Linked DNA regions of Mus musculus: regions 1, 2, 3 and 4 are each linked to region 5. A link is a contact called in public Micro-C, promoter capture Hi-C and targeted proximity ligation data. All regions are on one chromosome and are shown on one strand. The core of a region is the stretch at or near the end of the contact, and the rest is flanking DNA. Distances in the headings are between cores, read along the strand shown. Region 1 overlaps Pip5k1b (phosphatidylinositol-4-phosphate 5-kinase, type 1 beta). Region 2 overlaps Dmrt1 (doublesex and mab-3 related transcription factor 1). Region 3 overlaps Dmrt1 (doublesex and mab-3 related transcription factor 1). Region 4 holds the start of Dmrt2 (doublesex and mab-3 related transcription factor 2). Region 5 holds the start of Cbwd1 (COBW domain containing 1).

What was found. Promoter capture Hi-C pulls out the DNA fragments that hold promoters and counts their contacts. Hi-C and Micro-C count contacts between places; a contact is called where the count stands out from the background.
Region 1: a contact with region 5 is called in a promoter capture Hi-C map of hippocampal neurons, with 2.4 times the contacts expected there. A contact is called at or near these places in 4 of 39 promoter capture datasets (embryonic stem cells, hippocampal neurons, pre-B cells and 1 more), 2 of 484 Hi-C or Micro-C datasets (the G1E-ER4 cell line and pro-B cells), 2 of 130 datasets of targeted methods (the 230-238 cell line and embryonic stem cells) and 1 of 9 other capture datasets (embryonic stem cells).
Region 2: a contact with region 5 is called in a promoter capture Hi-C map of pre-B cells, with 5 times the contacts expected there. A contact is called at or near these places in 3 of 39 promoter capture datasets (cranial neural crest, hippocampal neurons and pre-B cells), 1 of 484 Hi-C or Micro-C datasets (nephron progenitors), 2 of 130 datasets of targeted methods (astrocytes and large pre-B cells) and 2 of 9 other capture datasets (embryonic tail and embryonic trunk).
Region 3: a targeted proximity ligation map of extraembryonic endoderm stem cells shows a contact between it and region 5, with 2.8 times the contacts expected there. A contact is called at or near these places in 4 of 39 promoter capture datasets (embryonic stem cells, frontonasal cranial neural crest, hippocampal neurons and 1 more) and 4 of 130 datasets of targeted methods (embryonic limb bud, epiblast stem cells, extraembryonic endoderm stem cells and 1 more).
Region 4: a Micro-C map of embryonic stem cells shows a contact between it and region 5, with 4 times the contacts expected there. A contact is called at or near these places in 9 of 39 promoter capture datasets (the 3T3-L1 cell line, cranial neural crest, embryonic stem cells and 6 more), 1 of 484 Hi-C or Micro-C datasets (embryonic stem cells), 5 of 130 datasets of targeted methods (astrocytes, embryonic stem cells, forebrain and 1 more) and 1 of 9 other capture datasets (embryonic stem cells).

What each region holds. Positions count from the first base shown.
Region 1 is chr19:24,299,901-24,302,600 of GRCm38.p6, forward strand. The region is part of intron 14 of Pip5k1b (phosphatidylinositol-4-phosphate 5-kinase, type 1 beta); the gene reads right to left. Among named protein-coding and RNA genes, the nearest start is that of Fxn, 21 kb to the left of the region's middle.
Region 2 is chr19:25,545,886-25,548,585 of GRCm38.p6, forward strand. It overlaps Dmrt1 (doublesex and mab-3 related transcription factor 1), which reads left to right. Exons shown (of 5, transcript NM_015826.5): 3 at 1-217. Among named protein-coding and RNA genes, the nearest start is that of Dmrt1, 42 kb to the left of the region's middle.
Region 3 is chr19:25,574,466-25,577,165 of GRCm38.p6, forward strand. The region is part of intron 4 of Dmrt1 (doublesex and mab-3 related transcription factor 1); the gene reads left to right. Among named protein-coding and RNA genes, the nearest start is that of Dmrt3, 35 kb to the right of the region's middle.
Region 4 is chr19:25,671,152-25,673,851 of GRCm38.p6, forward strand. It overlaps Dmrt2 (doublesex and mab-3 related transcription factor 2), which reads left to right and starts at 1,260. Exons shown (of 4, transcript NM_145831.3): 1 at 1,260-1,607; 2 at 2,265-2,700. The coding sequence starts at 2,301. It overlaps 2610016A17Rik (RIKEN cDNA 2610016A17 gene), which reads right to left and starts at 1,088. Exons shown (of 2, transcript NR_045347.1): 1 at 927-1,088; 2 at 1-294.
Region 5 is chr19:24,960,259-24,962,958 of GRCm38.p6, forward strand. It overlaps Cbwd1 (COBW domain containing 1), which reads right to left and starts at 1,358. Exons shown (of 15, transcript NM_146097.3): 1 at 1,126-1,358. The coding sequence starts at 1,273.

The sequences.
Region 1 (2,700 bases), core at 166-2,665, 660 kb before region 5:
GGGGTCAGATCTTGTTACGGATGGTTGTGAGCCACCATGTGGTTGCTGGGATTTGAACTCTGGACCTTCGGAAGAGCAGTCGGGTGCTCTAACCCACTGAGCCATCTCACCAGCCCGAGCAATGGTTCTTAATCAGCGGGTTGTGACCCTTTGGGTGGGGGTGGGGCACAAATGACCCTTTCACAGGTGTTGCCTAAGACCATCAAAAAAAAACCCACAGATGTTTACATTATAATTCATAACAGTAGCAAAATTACAGTTATGAAGTAGCAATGAAAATAATTTTATTTGTTGGGACATCACCACAATATGAATTGTATTAAAGGGTCATGGTATTAGGAAGGTTGAGAACTACTGTTCTAGACACAGGGAGTTTGGACCACACAGACACACACAGAGTAGACATTGTGTAGACCCAGGGAGTAGACAGTTATCTGTAAGCCAAGTAGAGAGGCCTACACAGATTCTCTGGAAATGGAGCTAGGGACCCCACTGACACCTGACTGTGAACTAACTCCCAGTCTATAGAGACACGAAAGAAGACCTTCCTACACTCTAAAGTGACTTATCCTAGTGCTTGGCTGTGACAGCTCTAGCAAAAAGAAACAGTGGCCAGGAGCCCCACGGATTTAAAGAATACTCTTGTCTTTAAATTATCCATATTTTCATTTTATTATATTTAATCCTACTCCCCTAAGCAGGATAGGTCACAGACAGCATAAGGGAGGCCTGGAGCACTGGGTGTTTGTTGCTACTATGTTACACTTGCTGACGCTTCTCGGCCTTTTGGCTAAGATCAAGTGTTACCCTTGCTGTCTCAACTGCAGAAGTGGCATTTTCTATGCTGGATTAAAGGGTCAAGAGGAGGCTTTCCCAGAGACTAAAGTGGGTGAGAAGCGCATGCTGGAGTCTGAGAGATGAGCCTCTCTCCTCTCTGTTTTGCACGATTCTAACTGCAGCCTCCAGGCCAACCTGAGACGGCAGATGCTAGGCCTGTGGTATGAGATGCCTTTGATGCCCAAAGACTCTGCTACCTGATGAGCTGAGATGCATTATGCTGGAAGAATGTGGTCAAGTGCACCAAGAGGAAACAGGTTATTGAGCCCCATACTCACTCTTCATTAGGTTTCAATAGAGCCTTCAGTCACTCCCCCAGACCCATGGGCAGAGCTGCCTTTTCACCAGTAGGTGGCAGCAGAGGGTTTGTGGAAAGGAGGGACACCGATCAGTGAGTTTGTGGCTGTCAATCATAGGGGCTTGCTTTCAGAATCAGAGGAAAAGTGATTCCGACTACCAGTAAACATATGAAGCCCAGAGAGGTTGCAAGCACAGGTAGCGATCTGTCCTCACATCCGCTCTGGGAGCAAGGCACTGTGGGTATGTTGTGTTCAGACCCAGGGCCTCTAGGAGGTGACACATTTCTGTTGCTTAAGCCACACAGTTTGTGATAATTTCTTACAGCAGGAGAGTAATACAGGCCAACAAACAAAGGAAAGCCAGGCCTTCAGGCTCCTCCCCTGGACCCCTTCTCATGTACTGTCAGACTTGGTCAGCTTTGTTTATATTTTTAAATTTTATTTTATTATTTTATATGCATACGTATTTGTCTGCATGTGTATCTGTGCATGTTTGGTGCCTGGAGAGGCCAGAAGAGGGCACTAGATCCCCTAGACCTGGAGTAACCTAGACCTGGGAATCCAGCTCCCTCGGGAGAGGCAGTGGGAATGCCAGAGTTTCCAATCAACACCCCCTGGGGCAGCCGGTACTGGCTTAAGCAGGTAAAGATTAGAGACCCTTACTGATGCGGTGTGGCCGGGGAGGCATCATTCACCTCCAAGCCTAAGGATTCAAGTTCAGAAACTCAGCTTCTTTTTGCCAAAGCCCCTGCTTTGAGTTTTCTAAGACCCCTGTGACCTAATTTGTTGAGCGTTTGTCTTGGTATTTTCTCAGGCTTTCCTCCCACACCATGGCGTGGCAGCTGTTTATTCAACCACGCTCACTTCTTTGCCACCCTTCTTCCCATGATCAAAGGGTAGCATTAACAACCCCAAACACACCGAATAATCAAGCTGTCCAAGGGCTGACAGTAGGTCAGCACACTAATCTCCAATACTAGTATGGCAGAGAATTGGGGGTGGGGTGGGGTTTAACTGTTTCTTTTCCTTACATGCAGTTATTTTTGCACTTCAAACAGCCATTTTGCAGAAGCACTTTCACAGATAAAGGGCGTGTTATTGAGAGGATGCTAATGTGGCCAGTGTAAAGGCAATGGGATTGAGTAACAGAAGGAGAGAAGTCGCTGTTGGGTGGCAGCCATCCTTTAGATTTCTCTGTTAATAAGAATGCAATTCCTTCACCTCTCACTGACAACCCGTTCCCTGGGAGCCACGAAAGGGCACTCTCTCCCACTCCATTTCCCAGTGGGAATGGCTTTTTGTTGGTTCCCCTCCCCAGGCAGGCTGCCTTAGCATCCCAGGGTGACAGGCAGCATCGGGGGCTGATATCCACGCGACCATCCCGCTAGGAGAACGGCAGAAGCTCGCATTTCCCATCAGTGCGGCCCACTCAGTTCTGTTGTTTGCTTTTCAATACCCCAATCTGTGGCTCATCAGCTCAGCATTCAACAGGAAACATCTTTGGTCACACTGGATAAAGCCATCTTAAAAAACCATCTCCCTTGGATTTGAATATTTGCAAATG
Region 2 (2,700 bases), core at 1-2,500, 590 kb after region 5:
CCTGGTATCAGACCCCGCCTACTACAGCAGCTTTTACCAGCCTTCTCTGTTTCCTTACTACAACAATCTGTACAACTACCCCCAGTATTCCATGGCCTTGTCTGCTGAGTCCTCCTCAGGGGAGGTGGGGAATTCCCTCGGGGGATCCCCCGTGAAGAACAGCCTGCGGAGTCTCCCAGCACCTTACGTGCCTGCTCAGACTGGAAACCAGTGGCAGGTATGACCCAGAGTTAATGGAATATGTGAAACACGCATGCATGGAAGTGCACACACGTGCACACCATGTACCACGCACATGTTCTGTTCAGTACACACGTAGTCACAGTATGATGTGATGCACACTGGCCTATCTATCTGTTAATGTCAGCAAAGATGGGCTGCAGGGACTCAGGAAGGAATTGTGTATGGTTTTTAGGGTTCATTTTCAGCTTTGGTTTTTCTCACATTGTCATTTTGCAGAAATACCCAGCTGCCCAGAGTTAGATATATCTGAGGCCCCACCTCCTCCAGCCTGCTCTACCTTGGGGTAGCTTAGAATATGTTAGGTGCAGCTTCCTGGGTGGCAGTCATCTCCCAACAAACCCTGTTCATCAAGGTTCTCCTGTTTTTCTTTTTGAAAATACTAATTCTCAAGTCATCCCAGACTGGCCTCAAACTCACCAAGATCGGCCTGTCTCTGCAGTTGAACCTCGGCTGTGGGGCGGATCCCCTATAAATGCGCAGGCTCTTGGTTGCTTAGGGCTTAGACTCATCGCGTAAGCCCTCCGTTTTCTGTTGAAATCTTCTTGGAACTCTCTTCTGCTTTTCTTCACCTATGCAGGTGAGAAACAAGCACTAGTGTCTTGAAGAGAGCTGTTGTTTTAGGTGGCCAAGGGTAGAGCTTCCGTGTGTTCCTGAAATACTCAGTCCACAGTCACCGTCTAACATAACCTTTATCTCAGAAGTTTGAGGTTACTTTGGGGAATCTGCACAACAATTTTCTGTCAGTGTGATGGCACATAAGGCATAAGGAGGGACATTCTCAATGTATGCATAACAGAGAATGATCCAGGGAGACTGAATAAAGGACTGGGATGCGGCAGGGCTCTCTTAAGCCTCGCATCACCAACTGTGAACACAACTTGACTTTTAAAAATGTTTCAGTCATGCCTGCAAAATTCTTACATCAAAATAAGCCAACATAGCTATAAGCTGCCAACTTGCAAAATAAATACCAAATGCAGATGAGCAAGTGACTAGGACACCTGATAAAGGTCCCCAGGGTTTTCATGCCACCCTGTTCTCCTGCAGAGAGCTGCAGAGATGCTGAGTTGGCCTGCTGAGTGAGGGAAACCGAGCGCGGGTTAAGGAGCAGGAGTTGTAACCCTGGAAGGCCCATCCATCCATACTCAGTTACAACTTTTGATTTAGCCGTGCCACCTTGAGCAGGTACTTTGTCCTCTAAATCTCAGCTTTCTCTGATGGTGCTCCCATTTGTCACATGGACGAGTGACACAGTATGGTTCCAAAGTGACATGGTTGGCTTACTAGAGAGTTTCCATGTAAACAGAAACACTGCAGATCACAGCTGACGACCTAATTTCACTTCCTCTTCCCACTTGCTGTACTGTTTTTAGATCTATTGAATTCTTTGCTAGGCGTCCCTATGTATTGAGCTAGCTCCTTCGGTCATGCCTCCCAATAAAAAGAGTTAATCGTTTAAAAGCAAAATACTGTGATGTTTGGATCAAAGACTGAATGGAATGACTTTTTATAGTTTTGAGGAAGAGTTTGATTCCTTTGGGTAGTGCTGGAGAGATAGATGGTCCAGTGGATAAGGGTACTGACTGCTCTTCCCGAGGACCGGAGGTTCAAATCCTCATGGCAGCTCACAACTATCTGAAACTGTAAGATCTGATACTGTCACATAGACATACATGCAGGCGAAACACCGGTGTTCATAAAAATAAGGTAAATAAGTAAACAAAAAAAGTTAAAATATTGCAAAGCATAGACAAACATAATAATGGCATAAATGTGTTTGTTAAGATATGTCATACGAAAGCATTAAATAGTAAGCACATATATACTAGACATTTGTCTGGTGTTGAAGTGATAGAAATGAGGTGGCTTACACTGTAACCTGAAGGGGTTTTATTGTTTTATTTTTTATTTATTTATTTATTTATTTTTTGAGGCAGGATCTCACTGTGTAGTTCTGGGTAGCTTGGAACTTGCCATGTAGACCAGGCTGGCCTTGAACTCCCAAAGATCCACTTGCTTCTGCCTCAGGAGTGCTAGGGTCAAAGGTGTGCACTACCATGCCTGGCCCCAGAGTTGTCTCCACAGCTAGAGAGGTGGTCCCGTGGGTAAAGTGCCTGATATTCAGGTATAAGGACCTGAGGTTTGGACACCAACATCCTCGTTAAAATCCAGAAACGGTGGAATTCCCTGCTGATCCTGCTGATTGTGGGGTGTGAGCGGGTGGGTGCCTGGGACTTGCTAACCTGGAGTCTAGCCACATTGAGTGGGCTCCAGGTTCAGTGAGAGACCCTGCTTCAAAGTATAAGAGAGAACATGATAGAAGAATACACCCAGTGTTGACATCTGGCCTACATGTGTACATACTCACGTGTATCTACATATACACATGAAAAAAAGGAAGGAAGGAAGGAACACACACACACACACACACATACACACACAGCACTATCAGAGGTG
Region 3 (2,700 bases), core at 1-2,500, 610 kb after region 5:
ATCCTCTGTGATGTACACCGGTTTCTTCTTTAAATAGATGGAAGGTGCCTAATGTAAAATGTGGTTGATCTCAGTCCAAGAATGAGTGCTTGCCCGAGGTGCAAGCAAAACTTGCCTTGTAGCCTTGGGGCAGCACATTAGCCTTGGGGACTTGGCAAGCATTGCTGCCATTAAAGCCAAGGTTGGGAAAGGGGCATTCATCACTATCTGATACATGATTGACGCGTGTCCTCCTGTTCGAGGGTTGCTGATCCGCTGGGTTGTTTGTGTCTTGATGCAAAGAAGGTTTTTACATTTCATCTGTTGCCCGTGCTTCTGATGCCACGTCTGAGAGTTGCACAATCCAGTGTGGCAGGAAACTTTCTCTGTGTTTTCTGAGTTTTCTAGTCTTGGCACTTCTGTTTACGACAGGTATTTGATCCACTTTGAGTTAATGTTGCCTTCTGGTATCTAGGTAACCGTCTACCTCCCTTCTCTACTGGGTGGATACCCAGTGTTCCCGGCATGGTTGTGGACTGGGCTGTCCTTCCCCTCAGTAAACAGCCTCTAAACCAGAGATGAAGGCAGCCTGGGTTAGTGCAAGATCAGTGCCTGGTCCCTTTTCTGTGACAGGAAGAAAAGCACCCCTGCTGAGTATCTTGGTTGTCTATTCCTTTGTCTGCTGGTCCCCGCCAGCTACCCCAGCTGTCTTCCTCTTACTGCTTACAGTTGTGAGATAGAGGAGACAGACGAGAGGAAGGAATCTTTCCCATCAGGATATATAGCAGACTAGTAACATACTGGTTTTGAAATTTTCCAGCTGGAAGTGTATTTTTCTGTTTGAAAGTGACAGATAGTGATTTGTTTAAATCCCCATTTTAAGAGTCTCCTGGAGCGTCTTATATACGAGGTAGGGTATGAGAGCTCTAGTAACAGAGCCTGCTTTCCTCCCTGCCCCCCACCCCCCCCACCCCAGGAATGCCACTGAGGAAATAGAGGAGATAAGCAAAGAGAAGGGGCAGGGTTAAAGCCTGTCTGGCTGCATGCAGCCTGACACATTGCCGTCAATCACCCTGTAATGTTTACAGAAGCAAAAAGTCAATGCGTAGTTGTTTTAATTTGCCACACTCTGGGGCTGAGAGAGTGATCGCCGGAGGGGACAGTTAAGTGGCCTCTGCTCCTTGTCAGCCTCGTGTCTGATTCCACGCTAAGTATTTTCTGATGAGCAATAGATTAGGTTAAATACTGCTCTAATTGCGCCTTCCGCATACCGCTGTCGCCACGCCTTGTACAACATTTCTATCAGCACTTGCCCGAGGCTGTGAGGGTTTATGTTGTAGAGAGTACTGAGTGCGCATCTTCATGGATCAATGTCCAGTTTGGAAAAGCAGTTGCCACCGCATTAACTGGTCCATAATAAACGGCACCCTCTTCAGACCTATTGGAGCAAACCAGGACTGCTCTATCCATTCAAGTGAGCTTTTGAGTGTAAGCCATTTGTTTATCAAACCAAAAGCTTGTCTCCAGCGAATGGAGGCAAATGTTTTGGTTTGGTTTGGTTTGGTTTTTAAATCCCGTTAACAGTGTGTTGTTGTTGTTAAGCCAGAGAGGGAATTCTGTATAGTGAACTGCAGAAGTTGTTCCCCTGAAGTTATACAAAAGTAATTTTCAAGGCTAGAGACGCAGTCCTAATCACACTATGCCCAGATGTCAGCCTGTCTGAAATCCACTACTTAACCGTGTGACTGCCCAGTGCACTGGGCTCTAACAATAGAACTTTGTACTTCTGAGTACCACTGTATTGGAAGCAAAGAAACCCAGGTTTGGAAAAGTGTTTCTGTTCGGATTGCTTGGCTGCAGTCTCGGTCTTAGGAATGGTGGATGCTGCCTGGTGTGTCGTTAGAGAACTCTGGGAATAGCTGCGCTCCTTTTACAGATTTGACTGACCAGACGTCTTATCCTTAATGGCAAGACAGGTGGATATGGTGGCTCTGGTATGAAGTAGCCAGTTCACATTTAATGCTCCGTAAGCGCTCACTCGTGGCTTTCTTTTCCTTTGGGCCTCTCTCTTTTCGTGAGCTGGACTGTTGTCTTCCACTGACACTTTTTCCAAGGCTTGCTCTGCTAGATTAGTGTCTCTCCTGTTAATATCTACAAGAAGGAACAGTGTGCTGGCCTAAAGATAGACTTAGAAACTAAATTGGAAAACAATAGAGAACCCCCAAACTCACTCCCATCCTTGTCTCGCTAGACAGACAGACAGACAGACTCATGAATTTTATCGAGAGCACTGAGAACCTGCAAAGGAGAATGTTGAGGAAGTGGCTCTGGGGAAACCTCACACTACATAAAAGTGGGTTTGGACCTTCATCTAATGCCACACTGAAGCTAACCCAGGATGGATCCCAAACAAAGTGTATGGCACAGTTACAGAACTCTTAAAAGAAAATGTAGGGCTGGAGTTTCATGATGTAGAATTTGACACTGACTTTTTGTGTCTAACACAGTAAGATTTAATTTTATGAAAAATTAAATTTGCACATCAAAAGATACTGTCAAATGGCAGCCCTGACAAGTGGAGAAATATTTGCAGACTTTACCCAGAACTAACTGCTAACACTTCACAACAAGACAAACAGGTTTAGAAATGGGCAAAGGATTTAAATAGGTATTTCCCCAAGGTAGACATACCAATGGCTGGTGGACACGTGAAAAGACACT
Region 4 (2,700 bases), core at 10-2,509, 710 kb after region 5:
TACATTAACTGGATATTAGGAAGCGTTCAACCTCACAAGGGCCTGAGAATACCTGCGCTTCCGGCAGGGAGGCAGGCAGGCAGGCAGCTGGTCTTTGTTCTCACTTAGGCGAGCTTGGTTGACTTGGAATTTTCTGACAGGTTCGGATTAGAGGAAAAGAATCAGCTCCGAAATTTTCTCCCATCAACAGATATCCATCGCCACTGTAGCGCGTGCCCAGGAAATCGACAACCTGTTTTCTGATGTGTTTTCTAACCCGCTCTTCCTGCGGAGGGCTGGATCTTAAGGAGAACCCTTTAAAGAAGCATCGATGGGATTTTTAAATTTAGCTTAAGGTAATAGACTGTCGCGTTGCTTAAAGGACTTCTCTATTATTCGTGGGAAATTTGACTTTGTTTCAAACATTTTTGTGAAGGGTATTTTGAGAGAGAGAGAAAGAGAGAGAGAGAGAGAGAAGAAAGTTAGTTTTCTTGATAATCACTCATTCACACATGCTAAAAGGCTGCTACGTTTTAAAAGTTTTTGTATAAATGCTTGCTTAGATTGAATATTTTTTTGTATCTAAAATTGCTAATGGCGTGGTTTATTTCTATTTGCTCCCAGAATGGACTGTGCTATCCACTGATAACAGGAAACCGTAGATGGGCTGTAGTCGTTGCTGCCACCTGCCTCGCAAGCTCTATGGAAGTAAGGAACTGCTTTGCACCTCGGAGTTATCCACAAACTACAGATATTTGTAAGACATCTGGGCGCTGACCAGCAAGATAAACATGGACTTGTTCGTGCGGAGAGAAGGATGCCAGAGTGCCCACTTTAGAGTGGCCTCTTCTCTCGGCCCAACTGCCGGTCGATGGTTAAACACCGGAGATTATGATATCATCGATAGAAATCAACGCTAACCTTTCTGATCTCTACCCCTTAGTTACCTTCTCGAGAACAACGCGATGTATAAGAGTACGAGAATCAGCTTGTTCTCTAGTCGGCGAGATAAAAGGCGACTGCTCCGCCGCAACCACTGCCCACATTTTTAGGTTTAGCTTCTGGATCAGGGACCCGGCTGCAGCGAAGGCTGGCGGGTGGACTCCGGCGGCGCAGTAGCGCTAAAGGGAAGCTTCCACTGGGCTGAGGAGGAGGGCGCTCAGCCCTAGTGCTCCGGCCAATCGGCGTGCACACCGCCTGAAAACCAACCAATCAGAGGACGCAGAGCTCGGGGTGGGGGTGGGTGGTGGATAATACTAGGAAGGGGAGCTCAGGTCCCCGACTGCAGTGAGTGTCTCTGCGCCGAAAGCAAGCAGGGTGCGCCTGAGGCGGAGTCCTGGGTCCGGGCCGGACCTTTTCCGTCCTCTTTGGACCAGAAGTGGGAAGTGAAGTGAGGCGATCCAGGGTGCAGAGGACCGAACAGAACTTTGCAGAATTTGGAATGTACGGGGTGAGGTTGCTGAGGCCTTGACTCGCCTCCGGCCTCTGTCCCCCGGTCGCCATCCAGTGGGCTCCCGCCTCCTGCTCTCAGACCCAATTCTGTTTGCTCCCACTGCCTGCAGCTCCGGGGGACAGATCCTGAAGCTGGCTCTCTTTTAACTGGGTTGCTAGCCTGAGCCTGGTTCTTGGTGAGTGCTGTGTTGTCGCCGCTGCTCGGGAGCCAGGGAGGGCACGGGGCGTGACTCTTCACTACGGCTTCTTTCTGTTTCTGGTTGTCTTGCCTTAAAGATGAAAATCAAGTTCCCTCAACCTTGTGCGGCTCAAGCACTACTGATACCAGACCAGCTTCTTCAGCTTCATGGCTGTGTCCCCCACTCCCTGTGTGTGTCCTATATAGAGCATCGGTTTAGGGGAACCGGAGGGACGAGAAGACCTCTCTAGAGTCTTTGTGGTGGTGTAGGTCAATGAGAGACATTTGGAAAACGAGGTTTCAAGGTCCCTTGTAATAAAAGGAAAGATAGTTGTACCTTCGACATTTTTATATTTATCATGGCCATGTTAACTGGCTGTGGAAAAGCCTGACAAGTGGCTTAAACTGGCCAGTTAGTAAGGTCAGTGGGTGACTTGTCTGGAAAGGCAGACAGGACTCAGGTTAAAGGTCAGGTGCACAGACCACTTAGAATTAGTAAAATACAAGCTTCGTTGAACTGTGGATCTCGGGTGTGGCCTGTAGAAGAAAACTGAGTAATTCAAGGGGGAAAGCTGGCCTTGCAGAAATTCTGGGCCGAGTCTCAGAGAGGGTCCCTAATTGCGACGGGTCTTTAGGCCTTTTTCTGTCTCCCTAGCGCGCGGGCAACCGAGCCGAACGACAGTCTAGTGTCATGACGGAAGGGCAGGCAGTCCCGGGAGTCGGGGACTGGGAGATCGACGTGGAAAGCCTAGACCTGGAGGAAGATAGCTGTGGGACTCCACTGCGGGCCACGCCGCCGCAGGAACCCAGTCCGGCGGCGGCCGATGGGGAGGAGGACGAGGACGAAGAAGAGGAGGATGAAGATGTGGAGGACGAGGGTGACGGCGAGGAGCCCGGCGTGTCCTCGGAGGTGCCAGGCCGGCCAGAGCAGCCCGGGGGACTGGCACCCAGGCCACCGCCTGCTGCTCAGGCGCTGCCAGCCGCCGCCGCCGCCCCTGAGCGCGGTGCCACCGCCGGTGGCGGCGCAGAGCCGCGCAAACTGAGCCGCACACCCAAGTGCGCACGCTGCCGCAACCACGGCGTGGTATCCT
Region 5 (2,700 bases), core at 108-2,607:
AGGCCAGCTGTCCCCTAGGTTCAGTCAGGAACAAGGAGGTTGGTGGAGTTAGTCCTGATCTCAGAGCTTCAGGCCATTACCTGTATTGTCCCTTTCATCTATCAGTAAGCCAAATGCAGAAAGGCCAAGGGCCAACTCTGAAGTATGTTCTTTGGACCAGGAAATTTGCTCTGATTCTATAGAATAGCATCTGAATCCAAAACGTTATTCCTTTATAAAAATGAAGCCCAAGTAAAATCTAGAATATCCTTGGTCTGACTCTAGAAGGGGAAAAACAAACAAACAAACAAACAAACAAACAAAACCTGGTGGTGTGGAGACAACAGTGATTTCTTTGTTGTATCTAAAGGGTGCACCGAGATTCAACTTGTCTGTTGCAACACACAGGAATGAGAGTACCACTTGATTCATATTTTTTCCACAATTTTTATTTGTCCACATTTTCAGCCACTTACTTGTTGTTGCTGTTAACTGTAATGCTTTAAAAGGATATCTAGACATTTCCAACAAAAAATAAGCACGTGGACTGATCTTCAGAAAACTGCACCGTGTTTCACAAATCTGTGTTTTCCAAGGACCACACCCCCGAGGTGCACCCTCAAGACCCCCAGCTTAGGAAAGTTCCCAAAACAAAGGTCTTACTCTAAATCAATCTCTTAACAGTGCTTTCCAAGCGGACCTCAAAAGGGGAGGGCACAGTTTAGGACTTGTCACTAATGGCTGGAAGAGTTTGGTTCCTGTGAAATGGAATCCACTAAGCAAGGTGTCAGGCAATCTACAGTCGGCATCTTTGTTTTCTTTTTCTTTCTTTTTTTTTTTTTTTCCTTGACCAGGGCATCCTTTAATAACAATAGACCATTTGGCTTTGTTTTGCTTTGGTTTTTTGTTTTTCTGTTTTTTAATGAGAAAACTCAGATGACTTTATTATTTCTACTCTAAACTGAGGGGAGATGAGCTTCACAAATGAAAGACAACTTAATCAAGAGACCATAACATTAGGTGAGTCTGAGTTTCAAAACTACCTTTGAAAATGCTAGAAGAGAGGCCCCAGCCCCTACCTCGAAGATTCGTCCTCGGCCAGGAGGCCCGGGTGCCTGAGGAGACACGGCAGCCCCCCTTAATTACCTAAGTACCCGGTGACAATTGTGACTGGAATCTTAGTGATGAAGTCAAGATTTTCCTCTTCTTGGTTCTTGGTCTCAATGGGGACCAATTCAGGACAATCCTCCGCGTACTCTTCTTCCGCCTCCACAGTTTTCACAGCAGGTAACATGCCGCCAGCAGGACACCAGTGACTCCAGAACTAAAGAGCTGCCGCCAGTCGCGTTTCCGCGACAGGATTCAGTCGGCGCGGGGCTGATGATGTCACCACAACGCGTCGCGGAGCAGGCCTCTGAGGAACCAGCCCGCCCTCCAGCTACGCCACTATTCAAACTAGACACGCCTTCCCGGGGGAGGCACGCCCCTACGCAGAGATAGATACACCCCCACGCACAGTGGACACGCCCCTTATAGAGAGGGACACACCCCCCGGGTGTGAAGCACGCTCTAGGGGCGTGCCCTCTGCCCGTGGGCCAAACTGCACTTTGCTGTTAGGACGCTAGGAGCTCCCTTGCCTCGAAGCTGTAGTGGGCTCCAGCTGTTAGCCACTGTCTGTTGCTTGGGCTGAGGCAACACCTATTAGGCTTGGGCAGCTTCACCACAGGACAGACATTTTTCAAGTTGCCATTTTTTTTTTATTCTCATGAAGTCCATCTCTTTCATTCACAAGGAAAAGAGTAATTGTGAAGTCATGCTATATATTATAATTATTCTACAATGATAATTATGTATTATAGCTATCTCATCTTTTACAATGTAATAGTTTTATTTATTTTTCTTTCTCCTTTACTTGGACATAAGGTAAACTCAGATCAATAATTGTATTTATTGGTTCATAATATTCTCATTAGTCTCTGGACTCCTTTGTGTGTGTTTATAGTGGATTCCTTGATAGTACCCTAACCCAAAAACATTAAATTGCATCTCTTCTACCCCAGCCTAGAATACTAACTATAATCATGAATCTTCTTGGGAATACTGAACATTCCTTTATGTGTTTGTTATGGTTTGTCCTTATACACACGCACATAAATAACATTGACCATTGTTTGTTTTTCAATTTCATAAAAAAGAGTACCATTCAATGTATACTCTCTTGGGGTTTGCTGGATTTCCAGCTTCACTACTGAATTTCCTGTCAATTGTTTTCAGGTGTTGCTGTTTTGTTTCATTTTGAGACAGTCATACATTTTCCCAACAATGTAAGAGATCATATTGGTGTAATGTCAATATTAGCAGACATGAATTTTTTTCCCAATTAAATACAAAATAGTACCTCAATGTGATCATCAGTTGTATTTCTTTGGATTTGAACAAAACTGAGCATCTTTTTATGTGTTTTGACCATGTTTAATTTCAGGCTTTAAGAGGGGCTAGCAAGCATTGCTCTGTGGGCATCAGATCCCATTACAGATGGCTGTGAACGACCATATGGTTGCTGGGAATTGAACTCAGGACCTCTAGAAGAGCAGTCAGTGCTCTTAAATGCTGAGCTCTCTCTCCAGCCCCTCAAAATGAGGTTTTAATAAGTTATATACATTGGGTGTTCAATGTACTCTAAACACCCATCAACTGATAGACAAACAAAATGCCACATAT